Linked DNA regions of Zea mays: all the other regions are linked to region 2. A link is a contact called in public Hi-C data. All regions are on one chromosome and are shown on one strand. Each heading gives the region's core, a stretch centred on a gene start, on an enhancer-like site or on the middle of the called end of the contact. The rest is flanking DNA. Distances are from core to core; before and after follow the strand shown. Region 1 holds the start of LOC100285158. Region 2 holds the start of LOC542581 (elongation factor 1-alpha). Region 3 holds the start of LOC100384364.

What was found. Hi-C and Micro-C count contacts between places; a contact is called where the count stands out from the background.
Region 1: a Hi-C map of endosperm shows a contact between it and region 2, with 3 times the contacts expected there. The contact joins the promoter of LOC100285158 here to the promoter of LOC542581 in region 2. A contact is called at or near these places in 2 of 25 Hi-C or Micro-C datasets (endosperm and leaf).
Region 3: a contact with region 2 is called in a Hi-C map of endosperm, with 2.7 times the contacts expected there. The contact joins the promoter of LOC100384364 here to the promoter of LOC542581 in region 2. A contact is called at or near these places in 2 of 25 Hi-C or Micro-C datasets (endosperm and tassel).

Annotation. Positions count from the first base shown.
Region 1 is chr9:91,852,322-91,855,818 of Zm-B73-REFERENCE-NAM-5.0, reverse strand. It overlaps LOC100285158, which reads right to left and starts at 1,351. Exons shown (of 4, transcript NM_001370701.1): 1 at 929-1,351; 2 at 533-840; 3 at 239-449; 4 at 1-157. The coding sequence starts at 1,162.
Region 2 is chr9:92,391,195-92,394,307 of Zm-B73-REFERENCE-NAM-5.0, reverse strand. It overlaps LOC542581 (elongation factor 1-alpha), which reads right to left and starts at 1,552. Exons shown (of 3, transcript NM_001112117.2): 1 at 1,419-1,552; 2 at 326-810. The coding sequence starts at 787.
Region 3 is chr9:91,719,568-91,722,778 of Zm-B73-REFERENCE-NAM-5.0, reverse strand. LOC100384364 reads right to left here and starts at 1,813. Exons shown (of 23, transcript NM_001362352.1): 1 at 1,721-1,813.

The DNA of each region.
Region 1 (3,497 bases), core at 102-2,601, 540 kb after region 2:
ACAACCGCCGCAGCGGGTCTGCGTCGTAGATCACGTTTACGAACGGCGCCGCGGTCTCCCTGACCAGACGCGCCAGCTCGGGGCACCAGACGCGCTCCGCCTCGTTCCGCATTCGTCCCACCATGGCGTCAGTCGCCTCCATGGTCACCGAGTTCCCCTGAACATCGAGCATAATCATCAGTACCTCGTGCGAGCAGCATCTAGCACGTCAACGACGCGGTGAGGGGACGGCCATTACCGCGAGCTCCGGTTCTGGGCCGTTGATGTACCAGAGCCAGTTGAGCCTGCTCCTGGGCAGCTCGTAGAGCACGGCGTGGGTCTTGTAAGCAAGGTCGAAGTAGAGGCAGTTGCCGAGCTCCGGGTAGGCTCTTCGGATGCTGGTCATGGTGTCAGAGCTCTCTTTCCCGCTGAAATCAAACACGCCTCGCCACGCGCAGTACCCGGAGTACCTGTCCCGACCACGGTGACTCGCCGGGTAAGAAATGGGTCACTATGGACCAAATCATCGAACCAAACGCGCAGGCAGCTGAACCTGAGCTTGAGGTCTGGCAAGAAGCTGCGACGGACAGACGACGTGGAGCCGTCCGCGGCGATGAGCAGGTCCCCCGTGGCCTCAACCGTCCCTCCCGTCCGCAGCACGCGGGCCGTCGCGACGACCCCGCGTGTGTCGTCCGGCGCCTCGAACGACAAGAACTGGTGCCCCCACAGCACGGTCACCGCGGGCGGCAGCTCCTCGTGCAGCCGCCGGTGCAGGTCGCCCCAGTGAGCCGCGCGGAATTTGAAGTCTTCGTCCCTCGCCAGCGTCCGCGCCGCCTTCGTCGCGCTGTCCGTGGCTATGTTCTGTAGCCTTGAACGGTCAACTCGCAACTTCCAATGGATCTCACCTCAACGCGAGCGCGGGCGATCCGGAGAGGACGGGGAAACTTACCAGATCGACGGCGAGCGGCAGCGTGACCGCGTCGATTCCCCACCCCGGGATCCAGCGCGAGATAATCTCCATAGACTGCGCGTCGAGGCCCAGTCCGGCGCCCGTGCCGCTCCCCGCCGCCGGCGCTGCCGCCTTCTCCAGCACAACCACCTCCCATCCCGCGCCAGCCACGGCGTGAGCGCACGCTAGCCCAGCAACGCTCCCTCCCACCACAACAGCCACCTTCTTTCCCATCTAGCCAATTGCCCCACAAGGCCACAGGTCCACAACCATCCGCGTCGCTCTCCCGTTTCTATACGTACGGCCCCCCAAAAGATTCCACCTTGGCGCCTCCTACCCACAGGGCCACATGTCCCACGATGGCGACGGCGTGCCACCAGGCCATGCCGCTGCGCGACTGCAACGTACTGATGAGGACCCTGGCCAGGCGCGGCAGTTTCTCATGCGTCATGGCAGTTTACTACGATCTCCGCGCGCGGCCTCGTCGCAGACAGCTACACCTGCCCGTTCGTGCTCAGGGCAATCGGCGTGATGAAGCTGTCTGTCGAGGGGCGCAAGGTGCGTGCGTGCGGCCGCAGTGAAGACCGGGTTCGGCTGGGATGCATACACCGTAAGGCCTTGTTCGTTTGCGTTGGATTGCACCCGGAATCGTTCCAGCTAATCAAAGTTTATATAAATTAGAGAAGTAATCCGGTTAGGAATAGTTCCGACCCACCAATCCGACACAAACGAACAAGGCCTAAGTTTTCTGATGGAGATGTACAAGATGCTGGGCCGTGCGGATTTCGCAAGAAAGTTGTTCGACGAGATGGCGAAAAGATTCATGTGATGATTTTAGCGGATCTGTGTCCTAATTTAGCAATCCGAGAGCCTTAATTAACAGAGAATGGGTTAAGCCTTCCTAATCTATGAACATAAACAAAGAGAGAGAGGCGTACCGTCTGCCTTTGATTAAGGAAAAAGGTTGGTGAGGTGTGTAGTGTCCTAGGATTCTTCTGAATCTTGTAGTGGTGGAGGTGGATCTTGGCGCGTTAGAGGAGGAGCGTGGTTGCCGGTGTCTTGGTTCTCATGTGGAAGAGGCTCGGATCCTGGGCCGTTGTTGTCCGACGCTATAGATCACAACTCTTCCAATCACTACGAAGCCTATGCGATGGGGACCTCTCTAGAATTGTGGATTAGGGTTTTGGTGCTAGTAGTTAGCGTTGGCTAATCATGCCGCCTCCTTAATCCTTCTATATGGTGATGTGTGACCGGAAGCTGCAACCATGGTTAGGGTGGCCTCTCCGATCAAGGGCGCGAGGTTAGGCAGAGTTAGTTAGGTTAAGCTCAATCTGGTCCCTATTGATCGACCGTAGAGGACATATCCAACATTATCCCCTTTGTTTCTCTACATTTCTTATACTTAACTTTTCTGGATCCCACCCTTCGACAAAGTTTACACATCAAGACCAATGAGTAACGAAGATCGATTAAGTGTCGCGTCACTCATTGACTACAACATTGCTCCCCTGCATCGAAATGAGATATCTTTACTAGGTTTCTTTCTATAGCCCCTTTGATTCAAGGTCACATGCTCCACCTTAACCCCATGCCGGCTACGTGTTGTCTAAACACATTGGATGGAAGGCCTTTTGTGAGCGGATCTACTAGCATCTGGGTTCTAATATGTTCAACTTTAATAGTGTGATCCTGGATCTTCTCCTTACCAACATAAAACTTAATGTCAATGAACATGGCAGGGCCACTTGACTTGTTGTTATAGGAGTAGAATATTGTTGACTCATTTTTGTAGTAAATTCTCAGTGGTCTCTCTATGCTATCAACCACTATTAATCTGGGTAAGAATTTCTTCATCCACATTGTCTGCCCAGTGAATATCAAACACCCGCGATTTAGCTCACTACGCAACCTGCAAAAGGAAGGCTTAGCTAGCCCTTTCGATCGAGCTGCGCAGGATGAGGAAAAAGAAAAAAGGGCGACGCCATGCTCCCTCGTCCGTCTTCCTCCGTCCGCTGGCGGCCCGTTCGGTTGAAGATTTTGCTGCTGGGCCGTCTTCTCCACGTCCCTTGCGAGTGGTCGCGCAGGAGTGCGGCCCACTGCTACAGGAGCGCGGCGTGGCTCGGGTTGGACGGAGTCCTTCAGGTACGCTGGTAGGGTTTCCTATTGATTTCCTTGGGTCGCATTCCTTTCCCCATCTTGCTTTGCGTCTCTCTCGCCTTTGGTCGCTTCCGAGTTCGTCGCGTGAAAGTTTCTGCGGAGGGTGGATCTCCTCTCCGTTTCGCCCGCCTTCTCTTGGTGAGGAGTGGCCTCTTCCGGGCCGTTCTGGTGTGTCGGCTCTGATGGATTCGAAAAATCGAAACCCTAACTGGGATCGATGGGGTCCGAAGGAGGCGCCGCAGGGTTCTCAGTCGTGGGGAAAGAATCGGAACCTCAGCTGGCGCTTGAAGTCTGGATCCGGAAAATCTGAGGTCAAAGAGGATATTACCGTTTCCACTCCTGGTGATGCTGTTTTGCCAGGTATCCTCAAAACCCCCCGCCCCCTATTCCAAAATCTGAGAATGAGTTGGTG
Region 2 (3,113 bases), core at 303-2,802:
TTGGGAAAAAATCCTGGAAAACCATATTATATTATGCCAATTTGCGAGGTAATAAAGATGTTAACTTGCGAAGTAATAAAGATGGATTGCTATCATACATAAACATGTAGGAAGCAGATGGCCTTTAAAATGCAAGCAATCAGTGTTTCACTTTGTCAAAACTAGCATACAACTAACATTAGCTATTCAATCACAGCACAAATGCAGTATTTTCAACTTGAAGGCAGTAATACTGAGAGAAGATAAATATTGCTAGACTATTGAAATACATTTACAGGCATCTCAGTTCATGAACCAGAATAAATAGAAATTCCTGGAATCATACCTTGTTGCAGCAGCAAATCATCTGCTTCACACCAAGTGTGAAAGCAAGGAGAGCATGCTCACGGGTCTGGCCATCCTTGGAGATACCAGCCTCAAAACCACCAGTGGTTGAGTCAATGATAAGAACAGCACAGTCAGCTTGGGAAGTGCCAGTGATCATATTCTTGATGAAGTCACGGTGTCCCGGGGCATCAATAACAGTGCAGTAGTACTTGGTGGTCTCGAACTTCCACAGGGCAATATCAATTGTAATACCTCTCTCACGCTCAGCCTTGAGCTTGTCAAGCACCCACGCATACTTGAATGACCGCTTGTTCATCTCGGCAGCCTCTTTCTCGAACCTCTCAATCACTCGCTTGTCAATACCTCCAAGCTTGTAGATCAGGTGGCCAGTGGTGGTCGACTTGCCAGAGTCGACATGGCCAATGACCACAATGTTGATGTGAGTCTTCTCCTTACCCATGGCTGAAGGAAAATGTTACACTGCTGCTTACATCAAACATAGCAGATAAAAAGTCAATAGATAAATATATGTCAATAAACCAGTAATCAAACAAAGGGCAGGAAAACCCAAGTCGAAGTACCCCACCCACACAACATCAGAGATCCGAAACTAGACCCGATGAACAACGCAACGGTAATCATCTATGGCCGAGAATCAGTTGCAAACTGCAATCGTATTTATATACGAAATACATACTAAAGGTAGATGAAGAAGCGGAAGCTAAACTTGGATTAGTACTCCTACTGTCATACAAACAAAACAGAGATGAAGCGCCTCAGCCACGTAATATTATAGATCTCGGAAACTCAGTTACAATTTATGGCTCAATAACCAGTTGTAAGCTGCAAGTTCATACATAGACAATAAAGGTAGCGGCGGAGGAAAAAAACACTTAATTAAAAATACAGTGCATGAATCGGCTCAGCTCATCACACATAACGACGATCGACAAACCTAGTAGATCTGGGCATCAAACGAACAGGCTCAAGGCAGAGCGAAAAGAGAAGGAAGAGAAGCGCGCCCGCGCGTGAAGCAGAGTACCTCGTCGAGCGAAAAAAGAAGGAAGAGAAGCGCGCGCGCGGAAGTGTACCTCGTCGGGCGTCAGTAGAGTGGTGTGGTTTCTGCTCGCCTCTGATCTGAGGATACGGTGACGGCGCGCCGGCTACTACCAGTCTGCGGCAGCCGACTGCGTCTGGTGTCTGAGAGTGAGAACAGAATGGAGATAGGTTTTATAAGGAACGCGCCCTAGGGTTAGGACATGGATGAATGGGCTATTGGGCCCAAATATTACTTCACGGGCCACAAATGAACAAACAAAGCATCCGACGTACACATGCACGCATACTCGCTTGGTTTAATTTAATCCGAAGCGAACAATATCGTTATTATTATGTACTAGTGTCTTGCGCGCGCCCATGCGCGCATAGTGTTGTGTGTGTGTGTTTTGTAATTTTTCAATGTTTGGATTTAATTTATAATTTACATGGAATGCAAACAAAAGGTGCATTGTGTTTCTTATATGCATTTAGATGCATGTACAAGCTAGTATTATTTACATGTCACAAATAACATTCATAGTTTTATAGCCTCCAGCATAGTTCTTGGTGCAAATAAGATAAACACATGAATTACTAAAGATGACGGATAAGGTTGCAGTTCGTATTTTTCCTAAATTTTGGTTCTTGATTTGGAGCTGGTACCTTCTGGTAGAGCAAGATGTTGTCGGCATCGAACATTCCTACAAAGCAAGTATGAAATAGTTAAGCATCTTGACACTCGTAAAATAGCAAAGCTAAAACAAATTGGTTACTCCTATAAACATTTAAATTATACAATCAGGACATGTTTGGCTCCAAACTAATAATGAGGATGTAGCAATCTGCTAAACTTTAGCTCTATGGATATAAATAGGTCTAGATAACAGATTGTAATAAACTTTAGATTGTTTCTAAATCCCCATTATCTTACTATCTACCCAAACAATGGGGGCTAACAGGAACATTACTCTCCAATTATTAATTAACCCATTAGTTATGGATATAAACACCACAACCTACTATCCACTCTGCTAGGTAGTAGTTAGCAAATATTAGCTAAATAATGATAATATGTATTACATCCAATAGATCCTAAGAAAGGTCGAGACAACCAAATAGCAAATAGCCATGCATGGTAATCCACATGCAATCAGCAACTTGGAGGGAATAGCTCATCAACATTATGTGATGGTCATGGCACCAATTGAAAAAAAAATGTAGGTTAGTAAATGTTGGGTATTTATAGAATCTGACTCCAAGAATTAGATTGTTGTGAAAGCTTATATTATGAAATAAAAAAACACTTCTTAGGCCATAAGAATTGAAATCTAGAGCTTGAAGAGGCTGCAGAGTTAGTTCTTTAGGTAAGGATTTTTTGCGACATATGCCAGGGTTCGTAAAGCATGAGAACATAAGTTAGCCTTGTTTTAAATATACGAATCATTGTACGAAAGTTAGAAAGTGTGGGTGTAAATAAAAAGGAATTCATGACATAAGGAATAAATCAAGATCGTCTCCCGGTTACTGTACCAATTCTTGCTCGCCCATCCCTCCCATCAGCTCACTGCATATCATCTAGGTCGGCCTAGCCCTAGCGAGTCGTGGTGGCTGCTGCTGTGGACCAGGTGCCGCGGTTGCTGGCCTCTGCCGAACCGAGGCGACGGACACGGGAGCACTCCGTGGGATCGTTTCCCAGCCTCATTACATGATGTTTCTAGACAACAGCGGACAAACTAAGAGAATATATA
Region 3 (3,211 bases), core at 564-3,063, 670 kb after region 2:
CTTTTGGCCAGGCTTTCGTGGTGATGTTTTACGACAGTGATGAGCTACTTACTACTCGGTTCGGTTGCCTAAAATTCCGTCGACAAATTTCTTGGCAGCCACAGCCCACAGGGGTCCGTCTGGGCCAGCGTCGCACGCATCTCCGAGCATCCGCGGTGGGCCACGAGCCCACGACGCGCCATGCCGCGGCCGTACAGGCAGAGGCAGCGCAGGGCGGCCACGACGATCGGGGTCGGTCGGCTCAGCTGGCGATCTGTAACGGCCGTCGCGGCGTGCAGAATCCACCCGTCACGTCGGCGCAGCCGGGCCGGAGGGAGGGGAGCGCGGCTCGTCAGGCTGGCACGCTGGAGGCGTCGCGTCGGTCACTCCTCCCTCCCCTCAACTGCGTCGTCACCGGGAGATTATACTGCCGCCCGCGTGATGCGACGGGCGAGGCCTCTTGAGAACCGAGAGGCCTAGTGTGTCCTCTTGAGGCTCGGTTGATCGACGGATGGATGGATGGATGGATGGGATGCGTGCGTGAGCGGTGGCAGGCACCATTATACCAGTGATGAGTGGCACGGTAGGACAGGGTCAGGTTGTCAGTCACTGTGCAGGACCTGGAACAACATTTTACCCTCTCTATCTCTCTATCTCCTGCTTCGAGGCCACGCGCAGTCGGAAAAGAAGAGAGAGAGAGATAAAAGAAACGGCCTGCTCGCGAAAAAAGAAGAAGCTTTTTTTTTCTACCGGACCTAGGCAATGGTTTTGTTTTTAAACGCTGCTGCGATGGCCAGCCAAAAGCAGCCTGCTTTTGAATGCGCTTTCCTCTCTCTCTCTCTCTCTTTTTTCTCTCTCAGAATTCTCCTTTGTTTGTTGTTTCCTTTTACCCACAGAGATGCTGGGAATCTCGCGTGATCTATGCACGATCTTTGCTCTTGCATTGCTAGCTACAGACACCTAGCAGTAGTAGCACTAGTTCTAGTGCACGGTCGGGAACTCGGGTCGGGTGGGGCGAGAGGCGACGGCGGGAAGGGCAAGCGCCCGGCAGACAGAGCAAGACGACGAGCGGGAAGGGAACAAGGCGGGCAATGATGAGTTCGGCGAGGTTTTAAGACGGCGTTGGCACGCATCGTTGGCGCCCGGCGTGCAGAGGAGGCGTGCGTGACTAGGATCTCCACAGTGCAGTGCACTGCAGGCACTAGGCAGAGGGAAAGAGAGAGAGAGACGAGTTCACTTGCTTGACGCCAGCTTCATACGGCGAAAGAAAAGCCGGTGTTTCTCTGCGCGTCTGCAGTGGCCTTGCCGCTTGCTGGCTCAGTTGGCGCCTCAAAAGCGCCGACCCGAGGCACACACAGTGACACAGGGACGACGAACAGCTAGCAGGAGAGAGGCACCTCGCAATAGACGAGAGAGAGAGAGGGAAGAAAAGATCGACGAGCATCCATGCGAGCTTGCGAGGCCAGCAAGATGACTGCCGCGTGCTATAGTGCGCTGTCCTCGCCGTCAAATGCAGGAGCAGCTGCACGTTACCTCTAACTCTGTGGTACTTACTCTACATTAGCAATTTTTGTACAAGGCATATTATTGTCTTCGACACTTTTTGTTACCTCATATATATACTCAAACTTTATAATGAGGCGCGCGCGCGCACACACACACAAGAACAAAAATCTAAAGCTACCACGTGCGGAGATCGATCCAGCATGCATGTAGTATGAGCTGATGGGCAGGAGCATACCTGAAGCTTGGCGAGAGTGATGAAAATCGGTGTACAGCTCCACGGGTGCTTTTTCTTCCGTTGGGCAACGCGAGTAACAAGAGTGGTAGCCCAGGATCCCACCGTAACAAGAGTAACCAGCCCTTATATAAAGCCGAGAAAAAGGCGAATGCAAAGCGACCCGGGTGGCCGGAGCAGCGGAGCCACGGGTGCAGTGCAGAAAGGATTCGAAATAGTGTCTTTACATACTTCAAAAATGTACTGGGTAAATAGACGTTAAAAAAACAGTACAACAATAACATATGTATGTATGACCATGTGTTGTTTCGTTAGTCAAAGTTAAGACGCCTCTAAAACTTAATCTTGGGGGCCTCTTATGCCAAATATCACTTGTTTACAAATAAACGGTCACTTGGCTAACATGTTGCTTCGGCATGAATAAGTGTATTATTGCATGAACATTTATGGCGGACGAAGATAACCTTCGACTAAAACAGTGTACAAAGATGTTGTTTCGTCTATGCACAAGTAGCAAAGATGGCTGCCGAAGGCAACAGCTTCCGGCACGAGCAAGAGGGGAGGTTACCGAACAACGAAGGCTGAGACCCGCAAAGCCGAAGACGAAGAAAATACGTCATTGTCCTGATATCATTTGTAAACGGCTTATGTAAACCTTGATGTGTATTATTGTAAATCTATACAAAGACGGTTCATCTCCCATATAAATAGATGAACGGTGTCCTGCATAAAGTACCTTTTTCAAGGGCCATAGCTTCGTGCCGCTTAGCCTTTGAAGTTCTCATGCACCATTATGTTTCGTTTTCATTTACATATACATCTGAAGACTTTCGTCCTTCGCATTAATACTCTAAAAGAAGTGTTAAATCTTAGAACCAAGGTCCTCATTTCTAACTTATGTTGCTCTGATTTTTAATGCCTTCAGGGGATTGATATCAAGCAACCAACACTTAATTTTGTAGTAGTCCGTAAATTACCATATGTATTAGCCTGCATGGTTGTTGACATTTTTCTTCTAAAGAAGAAACGGGGAGAAAAAAGAGAATCGATACCGGTGGTCACCAGTTTACCATAGTCCGCGACCCATCTATGGAACTGTGGGAGGAGGGTGGTCATCAGTTCACCAGTTTACCATAGTCATGCATATTATATTCAGTTAACAACTACTGCACATACTGAAAAGAGCATGTTTCAGTCAGGATTTTAAAAACAACACATTAGCATGATTCAGCAGTATTAAAAAACATATATACTATCTGATAGTTGATAGTCTTTCGTAGCATGGATCAGTTTAATGAAAAAACTACATGTATTTAGCTGACAACTACTGCACATATAAATCTTAAAATAGTTTGTTTCAGTTACCATGGTTCAGAAAACAATATATTAGCATAGTACGATATCTAGAAAAAACTACATTATAGGAAAGTATGTTGTTGATGTTATTATATAGCATGACTGAGTTATCAAGGAAAATCTGAAAGAACTATCCTT